2 separate regions of the Triticum aestivum genome follow, and region 1 is linked to region 2. Evidence: chromatin contacts called from public Hi-C data. All regions are on one chromosome and are shown on one strand. Each heading gives the region's core, a stretch centred on a gene start, on an enhancer-like site or on the middle of the called end of the contact. The rest is flanking DNA. Distances are from core to core; before and after follow the strand shown. Region 1 has its middle 250 kb from the start of LOC123098192. Region 2 has its middle 140 kb from the start of LOC123098191.

Region 1 (5,994 bases), core at 228-2,727, 170 kb after region 2:
GCACGGGACCGTTCCGGCGAAGCAATCAAGCGTTGTGGATGATATCTGATTCGTTCAATTTGCTGGACCGGGTTCGATTCAGTCTTCTTCCGCGGCGTGATGATGCGGGCATTTATATTCTGACGAAAAAGGAGGAGATGGATGAGCGGGAGCAGGCGCAAAAATAGTGGTTGGGCGAGCGTCGCGGCGGCAGGGTGGGGGCCGTGCGTGTCGTGTGCTCGCCGGTGTTTTGGCGGGCGCGGCGGCGGGGGCACGGGCGGGGCTCGTGGGAACAGGAGCGCACGAGGCCTTGCTTTGCTTTGCCCCACTCCCAGAGGAGAGCCAGAGGAGGTACGGAGCCCCATGCAAAAAGGGCCTCCGGGTGAACAAAACAAACTTATGGCTGAATCTTATTTACGCCTTGGTCCTGCTCACTTGACCCATAATTTTGCGGTACAAGCTGTCGAATATACTACACGTCTTTTTGTTGCCTCAAAAAAAAAAACAAAACTACACGTCTCTTTTGAAGATGCAACGAACTTGAGACTTATTTGATGATGATTATTTTACGTTTTGCCAGTACCATCTGAATAGCTAATTCCTACTTATCTTGAATGGTCCGTGGATTGCGACGAATATTTGCTACCACGAAGATCTCCTGGATCAAAAGAGAAGGAGCATTGATCCGCAAAAACAAAAACAAAAAGAGAGAGAAGGAGCATTCCCGGTTGATTCAGGGTGTGCTTTTTCGATTAAGAAAAACACAGAGCAGGTCCACTGCATTTCTCAGATCTAACAACTGTTTTAGTACTACTCACTGCAGGCCGGTGTCTCAAGATCAATGAAGTCTACTGTGAAGTCCAACAACACTACAAACTATATACGCTGCGTCGCAGCTCCTCCTGTACGAGTAAATAATTCATAGAAATTCCACATTATGAGACCAGCAGGCCAGTTTTTCGACATGACAAAAGGCCAAAGGTCTGAGGAGAAAAAACTCTAGTAGTAGGAGGATGGCACACTGCTGGGTCATGTCGTACTATTCCCTCCTTCCATCTATATAGGGCCTAATGTGTTTTAAGACCGCCTTTGACTATTGATAAGACTAATAGTACATGAGATGTATAATGTGAAAATTATATCATTGGAAGCTTCTTTCACATACGAATTTACCGTATACTTTGTGTAAGTTGCATGTTATATATTATTGCTTTAACATTTGGTTAAAGTTAGTCTCAAAAAACACATTAGGCCCTGTATAGATGGAAGGATGGAGTAGATCCAATCCAGCCCCCACGACAGAAGAAAAGTGAAACAAAGCACTGCACAGTCAGATTCCCCCACCCGCCAGAATTTACCGCCACTCTCGCTCCCCACTGCTCACATCCACTTGTCCACCTCCGACTCCCCCGCTGACCTACCGCCGTCACCGGAGCTGTCGGGCGCGGGCGCGGACGTACCGCGGCGCCCCACGTCGCCGGGTCGCTGTCGCCGCGCGGAGGACGGCTCCCGGCTCGCCACGTCGGCTAGCCGTGCCGGACTGCAGAGCGCGCGCGCAGTTGAGGGGCAGGGGAGTCATCGACCAGACCACCCATCGACATTACTGGAATCCACTTGCTTGGATTATATATTAAGATTAAGATTGATAAACAAACGCTTCCGGAAGCACCAAGGGCGCGCACTAAGTAGGAAAGAGTATGCTCGATGCGGCGCGAGGGCATCGCATCTCCTTGTTTTGACCGGGACTGATTGAGCGTTGATGCAGACTCCCGGCCGTGCTGCTAACATAAACTAGTGCCCGCTTTGTCTTTTTTGCCTAGCGAGGGATGAGTGAGTTGGAAAGATTAGGAAGTGGCTACTCGGATGGATATGGTTTCCAGTTCCTTGTTGATCTAGGAAGAAATCTTCTCTTCTTAGAAAAGCATATACAGCAATGTAGGTCCATTAGCATATACGGTTTTGTAAGATTTTTCATTCCAAGCGCCCAGAGTACATAAATTCGTAATATGTACTTGCATATTTGGTGTTTTGGGGGCATGTGCACATGCACGCACGAGAGTTAGAATTTGGATGCTCATATTTACGCACACGCAAGTACAAAAAAATTGTGACTTTTCACTTGTCAATTTATACCCGGTCCTTATCAATCGCAGAGGTCAATCAAAGAGTGCACTTCTCATACTAATTGCAAAAACAACTATATATGCTAAGATGGGTCAGCAGCAGCGGGAATGGTATTGCGGAGGAATGATGGCAGTGTCATCTTCGCAGCGTATCGATATATATTTAACTGCAATGACGCCCTAGAAGCCGAACTACATGCTCTAATGCAAGGAATGGCCCTAGCTATTCAACATAGTGAGGGGTCTGTCATTGTTCAAACCGACTCATCGGAAGCACTGATGGCAATGAAGGGGGACAGTCTTCAGTATTCTGCTTATGGACATTTGGTGGCTGAGATTCAGCATCATATGGGTGTAAGAGAGTTTATTCCATCGAAAGTTAAGCGTGAGCAAAATAGGGTAGCAGATCGATTGGCTTCGTATAGTCGTACAGAGAGCACTACTGCTGTATGGCTAGGTAGAGGACCACCATGTGTGGAGGAACTTTTGCCTCCTGATTGTAACCCTGTGATCTTGGAATAAAATCTCTTTTACCCTCGCAAAAAAGGGAAAAATGTACATAGGGGTTATTCACAAAATAAGAGAGAAAGGAAAAAAAATACATAGAGGTTATTTACAAACTGTATTTTTTGGTAGTGGAGCATGACCAAAAAATACACTATCATTTGGAGATCACAAGTATTAATTCTGTCGTTGAGCATGAGCCAGCTGAAAAATTTGTACTTGGACATACAACATGATTTCCAAATCCATCTCGGAGGGGCTGGGCAGGTGTTATTGCCCAACAGGGTGTTATAAATTTTCTTTGTATTTGCAGTCTCCCCACATGAATTTCCAAATGTCATTTGTGTGGTTGTCTTTGATGTTTTCCAGAGCAGCTACCAGTTGTTGAAACTAATGGTGTGCAGTAATGTAGAGAGGCAACTAGAATAGATCATAGTAGTTCTCCATTTTTTGCTTCTGCAATAGAAGAAATATTATCATCCAGAGTAAAAGAGTGTAATTTAGGGGATCTTTTAATCATCCATGGATTGGTGGTGCCATACATATTTCCAAAGGAAGGTAGCATTACCTTTGTTAACATCACAGGTTGCCAAACATCTCTCTATATATATCACACAAACTGATGCAATCTTTCCACCAAAAAGATCCCTTACTATTGCTGGCATGCGGAATTTCATTTTTATGATAGTATGCTCGCCATATCAGGTTAACCCAGGGAATATCGGCCTGATTATAAAATTTGTGTAAATGCTTGATCAATAAAGCATAATTCTATAATCTCGGATTAATAATTCCTAGGCCACCTTGTTCCTTGGGCTTGCATATCATTTTCCAACTAGCAAGGCAGTTGCCCTTTTTGTTGATATCATTTCATGCCATATAAAATTCTGTTGGATTTATTAACATGTTCCGGTACTGTGACATGGACTTTAAAAGTGCAAATAGCACATATTGGCATGGAAGCAATAACAGAGTTGACATAAGTAATTCTTCATGTACAGTTCATGAAGTTGGCAACTCTAGAGAGTCTTCTATCTATTTTTGCAATGATTGGCATCATATCACTAACTGATGGTTTGGTAGTGCCCAATGGTAGACCAAGGTAGGCTTTCCACTTTACACCCAAAGTTTTCAACAAGTAGATTGACAGTGTTGTTCTCAATGTTGATTGGAACAATAGATGATTTTCTATAGTTGACAAAGAGTCCAGTTGATTGGCTGAACAATTGTAGAAGAGTTTTGAGATGCATGAGCTGCTCATTGTCAGCAGGCATAATCATCAAGGTATCATCAACATAATGTATGATGGGGTATTGTTGGTTGTAGCTAAGGTCTACTGGAAGAGATAATTCACCAATCATCCAAGCAGCATTAACAATTGATTGTAGAAGATCAACAGTTATGGCATATAGCAAGGGGAGTGAGGATCCCCTTGACTGACTCCCCTCTTGCAGTAGATGGTTTTACCAACAACTCCCTTAAGTAGCATAGGTGCGGTAGCAAAGTAAAGGATTTTTGACGCCCCATTGATCCATCTAGGTCCAAAACCTTTGGCCTTAAGCATGGCAATAATGGCACTATATTGCACTTTATCAAATGCTTTTTCAAAATCCAGTTTCACAATGATAATAGGTTTTTTGGATTTATGGCAAATATGAAGATATTCAAAAGTATAACCAAGACAGTCTTGAATGGTTCTGCCTTTGATGAATCCATATTGATTCTGGTGGCAATCAAAATGATCTCATTTTGTTCTCTATTGGCCATAAGTTTTGTAAAGAATTTGAGAGGCAAACTTACCAGAGATATGGGTCTATAGTCATTCAGGGTCTCTGGAGATTGTTTTTTGGGATAAGAGTAATGTATGCAGTGTTAATGCTGCAAATATCCATATCTCCTTCAAATAAATCACATATCATTTTGTAGAAATCACTCTTAATGATGGGCCAACGGGTTTTAAGAAATTTTCCATTAAAACCATCAGGACCAGTGGCTCTGTCAATGGAGAAGTCCTTGACAATTGATTCAATTTCATCTAATGAAAATGGTTTATCCAGGTGATTCAGATTGTGTGGTTGGATGATGTCACTGAGTTCAAAGAGCATAGTGGGATTAATGGAGGTGCCCAATCTGTCTTTGTAAGTTTTCCAAATAACTGAAGCTTTTTTTATCATGAGAGGAATGGATGAGACCATCTTCATTAATGGAGGATATGAAGTTTTTCCTGTAATTAATGGAGGCCATGGCATGGAAAAACTTACAATTTTCATCACCACATTTGATGTCTCTCCTTTTCTATATGCTTTTCCAATAGATTCTTTTGGCCTCCATTAGTTTCAGAAGATGTGGCTTGAGAATGTTTCTGAAATTTCTTTCACGCAAACTGAGTGGCCTTTGATCTTCGACACCATCAAGCAAAGTGAGAACATAATTGCAGGCTTCAATGGTATTTTTTAAATTGGAGATATTCCTACTCCACGTCTTGAGCCCTTGTTTGACACATTTTAGTCTGGCACAAATATCTTTGGCGGAGTTACATAAAGAGGGATTAACATTCCAACAGCTCATAACAGTGTCTATGAAGGCCTTCAAATTTAGAATTCAAATTTCATCAAAATTTATACTTTTACGTTTCAAAAAATTCTGAAAAAATATAGATATGCATGAAGGCGTAACACACATGTGTGTAAATTTTCAGGGCAAAATACGTTGAAATGAGGGATGTGGAAAAAAAGCAAATCTGGGGATTTTTAACACATGATAGTATTCATCCTCTCAGGCCATGAATTTGTATTTTTTTTGTACAGATCGCATTTCAAGATATTTCATCCTAAAAATTCTTACACATACACATAACATCCTTGTTTACTTCACAATTTCTTTTTAGATTTTTTAAACCGAAAGTATGAATTTTGAATTTTTCAAAATTTAAGAGCTCAAGTGAGCTTGATCACCAAAAGGACGTTCTCACCATGTGATTTCTATTAATATAAATGAGAGGGGGTGGCCCTTCTTATGTTCAAAACATATATATGGTAAAGTAGTTTGTAAAAAAATACGCTGTTCGGAACTACTAATTAGGAAACACGGACATATAAGTGTTAAACTTTACATTTGTATTTTTTTGTTTGCTTTTGCATTAAATGAATAAAATCCGAGATATCCGTCAAGATAGCAGAAGTGTGCTCTGATTATAAGAACTCTTCCTCAACTCCTCTCCTATCCCTTGGCAGCCAGGGAAAACTCTCCCCTCCAGACTTCGCCGACTAGTCCGTTGTTTCGCCTCCCCTCTACCTGTTGTTTCAATGGGTAGTGGCAGGGAGGGGAATCCACGTGCCTTTGCTCTGGTTAGTAGTTTAGGTTAGGGTTTTTCAGTCCTCGCAGGTGC
Region 2 (6,871 bases), core at 388-2,887:
AAGCCACTAGGACTTCTACATGAGAATCTGAATCTCACTAACAAGAAAAGTTCAGAGGGCGTTGCATGCATGTTGCTGACCATCTGCCGCCGAAAGGAATGGTCGAGTCAAACCACCCGTTGCTACTATGGATCGCCATCGAATATTTAGATGACTTTGGTGCTCTAGCGTTCGCTTGGAAGGAAGGAAGCTCGAGAGCTTTCGAGATTTAATCAATATATATCATCCATTATCAGCTGAAACCTTCTCGTCGTGCATGATGATGCTTTCACTTGCCCGATTCCTTCCCTCTCCCTCGCTTGGTGGAAGCTGACGCGGACGCAGACGCGCCACCCTTGGTCCGGCTCGGCCGGACACGAAACGACGCGGCGTTGGCGCGTCACTGCATGCGGGCCAGCCTGGATAAGGGACGCCTACCTCATCTACTAGTACATCTTAATTAATCGTGTTCCACTAACAAGGAGACCTAATTAACAAACCAAAGCTCGCCTGCCAAGTAGCACCATCTATCTGGTGCTGATCACTGCAAGAGGTGCTGCAAACTAGTGTGAATTGTTAGGATGATCTCCACCGTGTGGGCCCAACGGCCCACCGGGCCCTTAGATCTGCGCCCTGATCGGGGGCGCTCAACCGACTATGGTTGACGGGCCCCTGTCACCTGCACTATATAAAGAGGTGGGGCCGGCGGCTCGCATCACGAGGTTCGTCGCAACGCCGTACACCCTACCTAATCCCCTACCGATCTAGGGTTAGTACAGTGCTGATGGGAAGCGCCGCCACCACTTCACCCACTCTCTGCCACCGCAGCCGCCACCATCCCACCATGGCCACCGGCGGCAGCTCTTCAGGCAAAGGAGAAGGTAATACCTATCACCACTGTTGCCGGAATCCTAGCCTACACGATCCCGTGATTCTATCAATGGTATCGGCCAGATTGGTTTAGGATTTTCAGCAGGAAAAGGAAACGGGAGTTCTAATCCCGGAAAAGAAACCCCCTCCCCTGGAACCCTAATCGACACGGCAAAGAACGAATCCTCACCGTAAAGAAAATAGCGCCGCCGCAAGGCCGCGCCGTTCCTCTCGATCCGGACGGGCATCGGCAAGCCAAGCCGTTCGGAAGAAGAACTCACCCCACAGGGGCAAAGGGCACCACCACAGAGCCATTTGACGGCGACGCGTTCACCCTGGAGGTGCTCGCGCACCCCGGCAAAGGGGTCAGCGGGTGCGCCGCAGGATCTCTCTCTCTCTCTCTCTGTTGCTGTAAGCGATGGTGGATAAGAAGAAAAAGAAGGGGAAGAAAAGAAGGCTCGCGCGGCACGGTGACGTCAGTCGCCGTCGCCGGCGGCCGGGGCAAAGCCCTTTCCTCCACCGTCGTTGTCTTCAAAAGGAGCAGAGGAGGGCTCGACAACGCATCTCTCTGTCTCTCTGTCGCTGGCATTGGAAGAAAGAGGGAGGAAAGGAGGTGAAAGGAAAGGAGAAAGGGAGGGGAAAAGGAAGTGAGCTCGCGCGGCGCAGCAACTCCGTCGCCGTCGCCGGCGACCGGCGTGGCGCGGTGACCCGCGGTCGGGTCGAGAGAGGCAGAGAGCGGCACGAGGGGAAGAAATGAAACGGGCTAGGGTTTCGGCTGGATCGACCTCGCTGGTTTTGATCCAGCGAGGAGAGCGGGTGGCCGTCCGATGCCATCCGACGGTTGCAGTGCAATCCCTAAGTCGCGCTGGTCTTTTGGGCCGAAAGTGGAGCCGGGCGCTGCCGCGGGCGCTGGCCGACGCCGGGCATTAGACCCACTCGGGAGGCCGGGCGCTGCGCAGTACTTAGGAGACCGGGCGGAAGCGCGGCTGGGCCGGCTTCGGCCCAAAGGGCGCGCACGACGCACGCAGGCCGTGGGACGGCCCAAGCAAGGCACTGGCACGTTTTGTTATTTTTTTTGTCCAAGTTTTTTGGCAAATTTAATATAGTTTTTCTATTCAAATTAATTCAACAAAATTTGTCTAGAAAACAAAAAAGAAAAAGAAATGTTTCTGAAAAGTAAAAAGTTCATGAATTTTTATTCATGTTTTTTCCTCTGCAAATAAAAAATAAAAGTGCTCTTTTAAAAGTGAATAGAACTAAAGTAAAAGATTAAACTGTTGCTTCTCTAATGCTTTTTGAACCAACTGGTTAAAATTGCTTAGAGAGTAAAATAGTACAGAATTGTTTCTGAATAGAATATTGTAAAGTTTCCGCTGCAAAGTAAAAGTTTTATTCTCCAATTAAATTGGAACCAACGGGAAAATTTAATTGGAAGAACTGTTCTTAGCAATGTTTTTCCCATGTGGGTGAAATAAGATTCAGATAGTTTCCGATATGACAAAAGAAAGATATTTGTTTTAAAGTGAAAATATGGTATTGTTATTTTCTGACCAATGTTGATAATAACAGTATTATAGTTCTATGAGTCCTATGTTCAAAGCTTAAATCTCTGATAAATTTTGTATCAAAGTGATCAATTTTCAGAGAACAGATAAAGATCAAGAAAAGCTCTTGAGCTAGAGAAATGTATATTTCTTGTTCCCGCTGCAATAAAGTTGGTGATGATGATGATTTCTTATCAAAGTTGTTTAATAGAAATACTATCATCACATTGTTTAAGAGTTATATGCATTATTTCCATTTCCGCCCAACGGTGATATGGAATTAATGTAGAAGGATGATGTTTTATTCTAATTCTGCCCAACGGTGATTTCGAATATAGAAGAAGGTTTTAAAAGTTTAATGTGCATATTTTTTAACCAGACCAACATGGGGTTATTTTTGTGCTCATTATTGTTGATTGTTGGCTAAGTTTTTTCTCAGACTAAAAGTTTTCCATGCTTTCATTCGTGAAAGCGAATGGATGGGTACTTATGATCCGAAAGATGACCAAGAAAGGTCATAACGTGAGGGAGTATGTTCTCTTTAAAGAATGGCTTCAAAAGAAAAGAATTCTTGGATATTAATCCAAGAAAGAAAAGAGGTAGATCATTGAGAGTCTTGGTTGACGAATGTCTTTCATGTACTCTCTATGAAGAAGATTTTTCAATCAACATGATTTGAAATGAAACAAGCAACATGCGTGTTTAATTTGACCAACGTCGGATCAAGCACGTGTGTCAAAGAGCATTCGGATTTATTTCTAAATTTGATGATTGAATATGCAGTCAAAAGAGCCAATTCTGGCATTGATGTCCCTTACAGGGAATTACCCGCATAGCGGGAAAAGATGATTATGATAAAAACCGCATGGCGGGAAAAGTCTGGAAAATACCTGCGTGACTGGGTAAAGTTGACATAGTATTATGTCAGAAATCCTGTGGCGGGAGAAATTTATGCAAAGGACTTATCCTATATGACAGGAGAAAGATATGATGACTCATGTGCGTTTAATGCGTCCCACTCTGGGAGAAAAGTATGGAGTAGCTATTGTGCTTTCCTAGTATCGACCGTACACCTTATGTGTAATGATCATTAAGCACTCAATAAATCCAAAGAGAATAAAAGTTACAGACGAACCTAAAGATAAGAATGATATGCAAGTGTGACTTGCAAAAGTACTAATGATCAAGAACTCTGTTGAGTTTCTGAAATGGAATAAGGAAAAAGTACTCCCATACCAGTTAACAGATAACTTCATTACATATGAAGTAATCAGATAAATGAAGTAGATACTCAAAGTTTCCTCAATTCACAAGAGTTGTGAATGGTTTTTCGAAATTGTGGCAGAAAAGTTCTTGCCACATTTCGAGGGGGAGAAAGAAATATGAGATATCCATTAATGAAGAATGTGATCGTCTGGGGGAGTATGACGATCATAATAATACCCCTAAAGAAAAGAAATAGCTGTATTCCTGGATCTTTTACAGTTCTGAAAGCAAACTAAGGAATACTAAGACGGTGCTTAAAGTGCCATAAAGAAGAAAGTTTTAATAGAATAAACCCAAATAATAAAGTTTAAAGATACGCCATTTTTTAGTGAAGATGGAGTAATCTGGGGGAGCATGTTGTATGACCTATACAACACCTGATGTTAGCTCTATAAAGGATGAATGAGTACACATGGATCTTGTGACACAGGTCCCTGTAAAACCTATTGCCTCTTGGAAATAAAAGACTATAGAATTAATTTGCCTCATGGCAATGACAGAGCAACAACAGCCCCATATGAAAGAAGTGCCAGTACCTGAGACACAGATGGTCTCAAGGAATGAGAAAATCAGATACTTCTGATTACTATAAAGTCTATGTTAGTAAAATTCAAATCGAGGTTGATCTCACCTCATTTAAAGCGCTCAATCGAGCTTAGAGAAGTGTCTGTTTGTCTAAATGATAAGAGACTATGTGAGACGAAATAAAATTGGTGAATCCCGACAATGTTTGGGACTCATAAGTAATTTCCAATGGAGCATAAACAGTAGGCTGTAAAAGGTCTACAAGGTCAATGTGACTCCAAAGGAAATATGTAAAGGTGTAAAGCGCGACTTGAATCAAAAGATTTTGTGCAAAGAGAATGAACAAATTACAATGAGTGTCAGTGGCACATCATGACCGACATCATGATCTGAGTTACATCAGATGAATGTAAAGAACACAAGGGATACTGCTTCAAGAAGTTTTTTGTGGACTAGAGGAAGTCTCTAGACAGTTGCATTTAAAGTTTAAAGAATCAGATGATATTTTGGGTTAAAGAAAATGGAAGGACAATTGTATTCATGCAAAGTTATAGAATGGGGAATTCATTTCCCAATCCTGTGCATGTGGACGACGTCCTACTTGCTAGTGGTGATGTTAATCTACTTCAGGAGGAGAAAAGAAGTTCTTGTCCTCAAAGTTCAAAATTACATTTCTCGGAGTGTCTCTCGTTATAAATATCGAGATTCACCAAGAAAATAATAAAATTAGGTATTAGGAATGTCGCATGGACATGGTAACAAAGGTCTCTAATGTATGCATGCGAGAAAACCTACGGCTGTTCTTATAGTCAAGGGTAATGGAACTGGAAACTATGGTGTTCCAAAAGTTGATGAGAAAAGATTGAAAACGGATATGGTACCATATGCTTCAGCTGTTGGAAGCTCAATATATTACCCTGACACAATTCACGTATCCGGGTTGTTTTGGCAATATCCAGTCCATATATAGATCACTGGAATGGAGTCAAAGATATCGGCCTCGTGCTGAAAGAAATAAGTGCTCTCAAAAGATTGTGAGTACAAAGACAGGACTTGTGAAATGTATAGCGAAATCCACAATTGTCGCTAACTTTCATACTTGGAGGTTTTTGTGTGGAAAAGCTCCAAAGAATGAAACAATTATCATCAATGTGATGCAAAGATATTTTATAGCTTGATATGAGGCTGAGGGACAGGCAAAATGGTTAAGGAGACCTGTACCCTGAGTTAATAATGGTTGACAACAGCGATAACCATTTTAAGCTGTTCGCTCCTATGACAACGAGTCAAGTGTTGATGCCAAACACACTGACACAGAGTTATGCGTTGTAAAGGAGAAAGTCCGAAATTATGTAGAAATGCTTGAAGCATAAAAGCAACAGACAAGTGTTTGCAGATCTGCTTATTAAAGGCTTACCGCCCAGTGTGTTCGGAGAACACACAGTCGACATGGGTTTTATGGTATAGTCTAAGATTTCCGGACAATAAAGGGCCCAAGGTTAAAGAATTTGTTTCAAAACAGAGAGGTACGTTGTGGCTGTCTGATTCTATCGGTAATTGAGCTGTGACGATGAAACATGTTCTATGTATTGATCTGCTACGAAACGAGTAAAGTAAAAGTATAAGGTCAAAAGTAAAAGTTGAGATCAAGGGGGAGAGCAACGCGGCCACGTGAACGGTGCTGGGGGACGGAGCACGCGCTCTCTTTTGGGAAGATAGATGGATGGATGGGTTTCGGATGGAAGAGATTGCACCCAGGATCCATGCAAGGATACCGCGGCGAATTCGCAAGAAACTCCTGGTCAAGGACGCACTACAAAATGGGACGTGGGCAGCTTCCATTGGCCCAGACATTGACGCACCAGCACTCATGGAATTCATAAGCTTGTGGCCTCGGGTTCACGACGTGCAGCTCCAAGAAGGGATCCCGGACACCATCAGATGGGCATGGGAGCGAGATGGCCACTATTCCGCTCGATCGGCATATGCCGCAAAGTTCATGGGAAGAGAGTTGGTCCCAACCGCAGAGGCAACATGGAAGTGTCGGGGCCCCCTGCAGTGCCGCTTTTTCACATGGCTCGCGATACGCAACAGGTGCTGGACCTCGGACCGCTTGGCAAGGAGTGGGCTGCCACACCAACAATCATGCCCACTTTGTAGCCAGGGTGACGAGACAATGAACCACATTATGCTACAGTGCGTTTTTGCAAGAACTTTCTGGGTGGAGATCTGCCACGCTTTGGGGATGCCGCAATGGACGCCGACTCCACAAGACACCCTACCGGAGTGGATCCTCAACAAGCGGATACAAGTCACCAATGAAAAGGATGTGAGGGCCATCATCATACTTGCCTTATGGGAATTGTGGAAGCATCGCAGCGGGATCGTGTTTGATGGTGAAACACCATCCCTGGGTAGACTACTAGCACGGGTCTCTAGTGAGGGCAAGGCTTGGAGGACGGCGGGCCTCCTAAAAGCGGATTTAGGAGACTTCTTCAGGCGGATACATAGGTGGGAGTCTAGCGAAACATAGACATATGTAAACGGTGGACTGGGTGTGTAACACCCTCCGTGGAGGGTTTCTTGTACCCTATTCTTCCCCATTAATGAAAGATACGCATGCTATGCATATTTGAAAAAAAATCAAGGGGGAGAATGTTAGGATGATCTCCACCGTGTGGGCCCAA

Evidence for each region. A called contact is a pair of places that touch in the nucleus more often than the background predicts.
Region 1: a Hi-C map of leaf shows a contact between it and region 2, with 10 times the contacts expected there. The contact joins two enhancer-like sites. A contact is called at or near these places in 2 of 5 Hi-C or Micro-C datasets (both in leaf).

The regions. Positions count from the first base shown.
Region 1 is chr4D:401,871,199-401,877,192 of IWGSC CS RefSeq v2.1, forward strand. No RefSeq gene overlaps it. Among protein-coding and RNA genes, the nearest start is that of LOC123098192, 250 kb to the right of the region's middle. Within about 2 kb of position 1,478, at least 4 of the 8 cell types and tissues checked have an H3K27ac peak or open chromatin away from gene starts, as enhancers often do. A contact at or near this core is called in leaf, where this site is marked.
Region 2 is chr4D:401,702,399-401,709,269 of IWGSC CS RefSeq v2.1, forward strand. No RefSeq gene overlaps it. Among protein-coding and RNA genes, the nearest start is that of LOC123098191, 140 kb to the left of the region's middle. Within about 2 kb of position 1,638, at least 7 of the 8 cell types and tissues checked have an H3K27ac peak or open chromatin away from gene starts, as enhancers often do. A contact at or near this core is called in leaf, where this site is marked.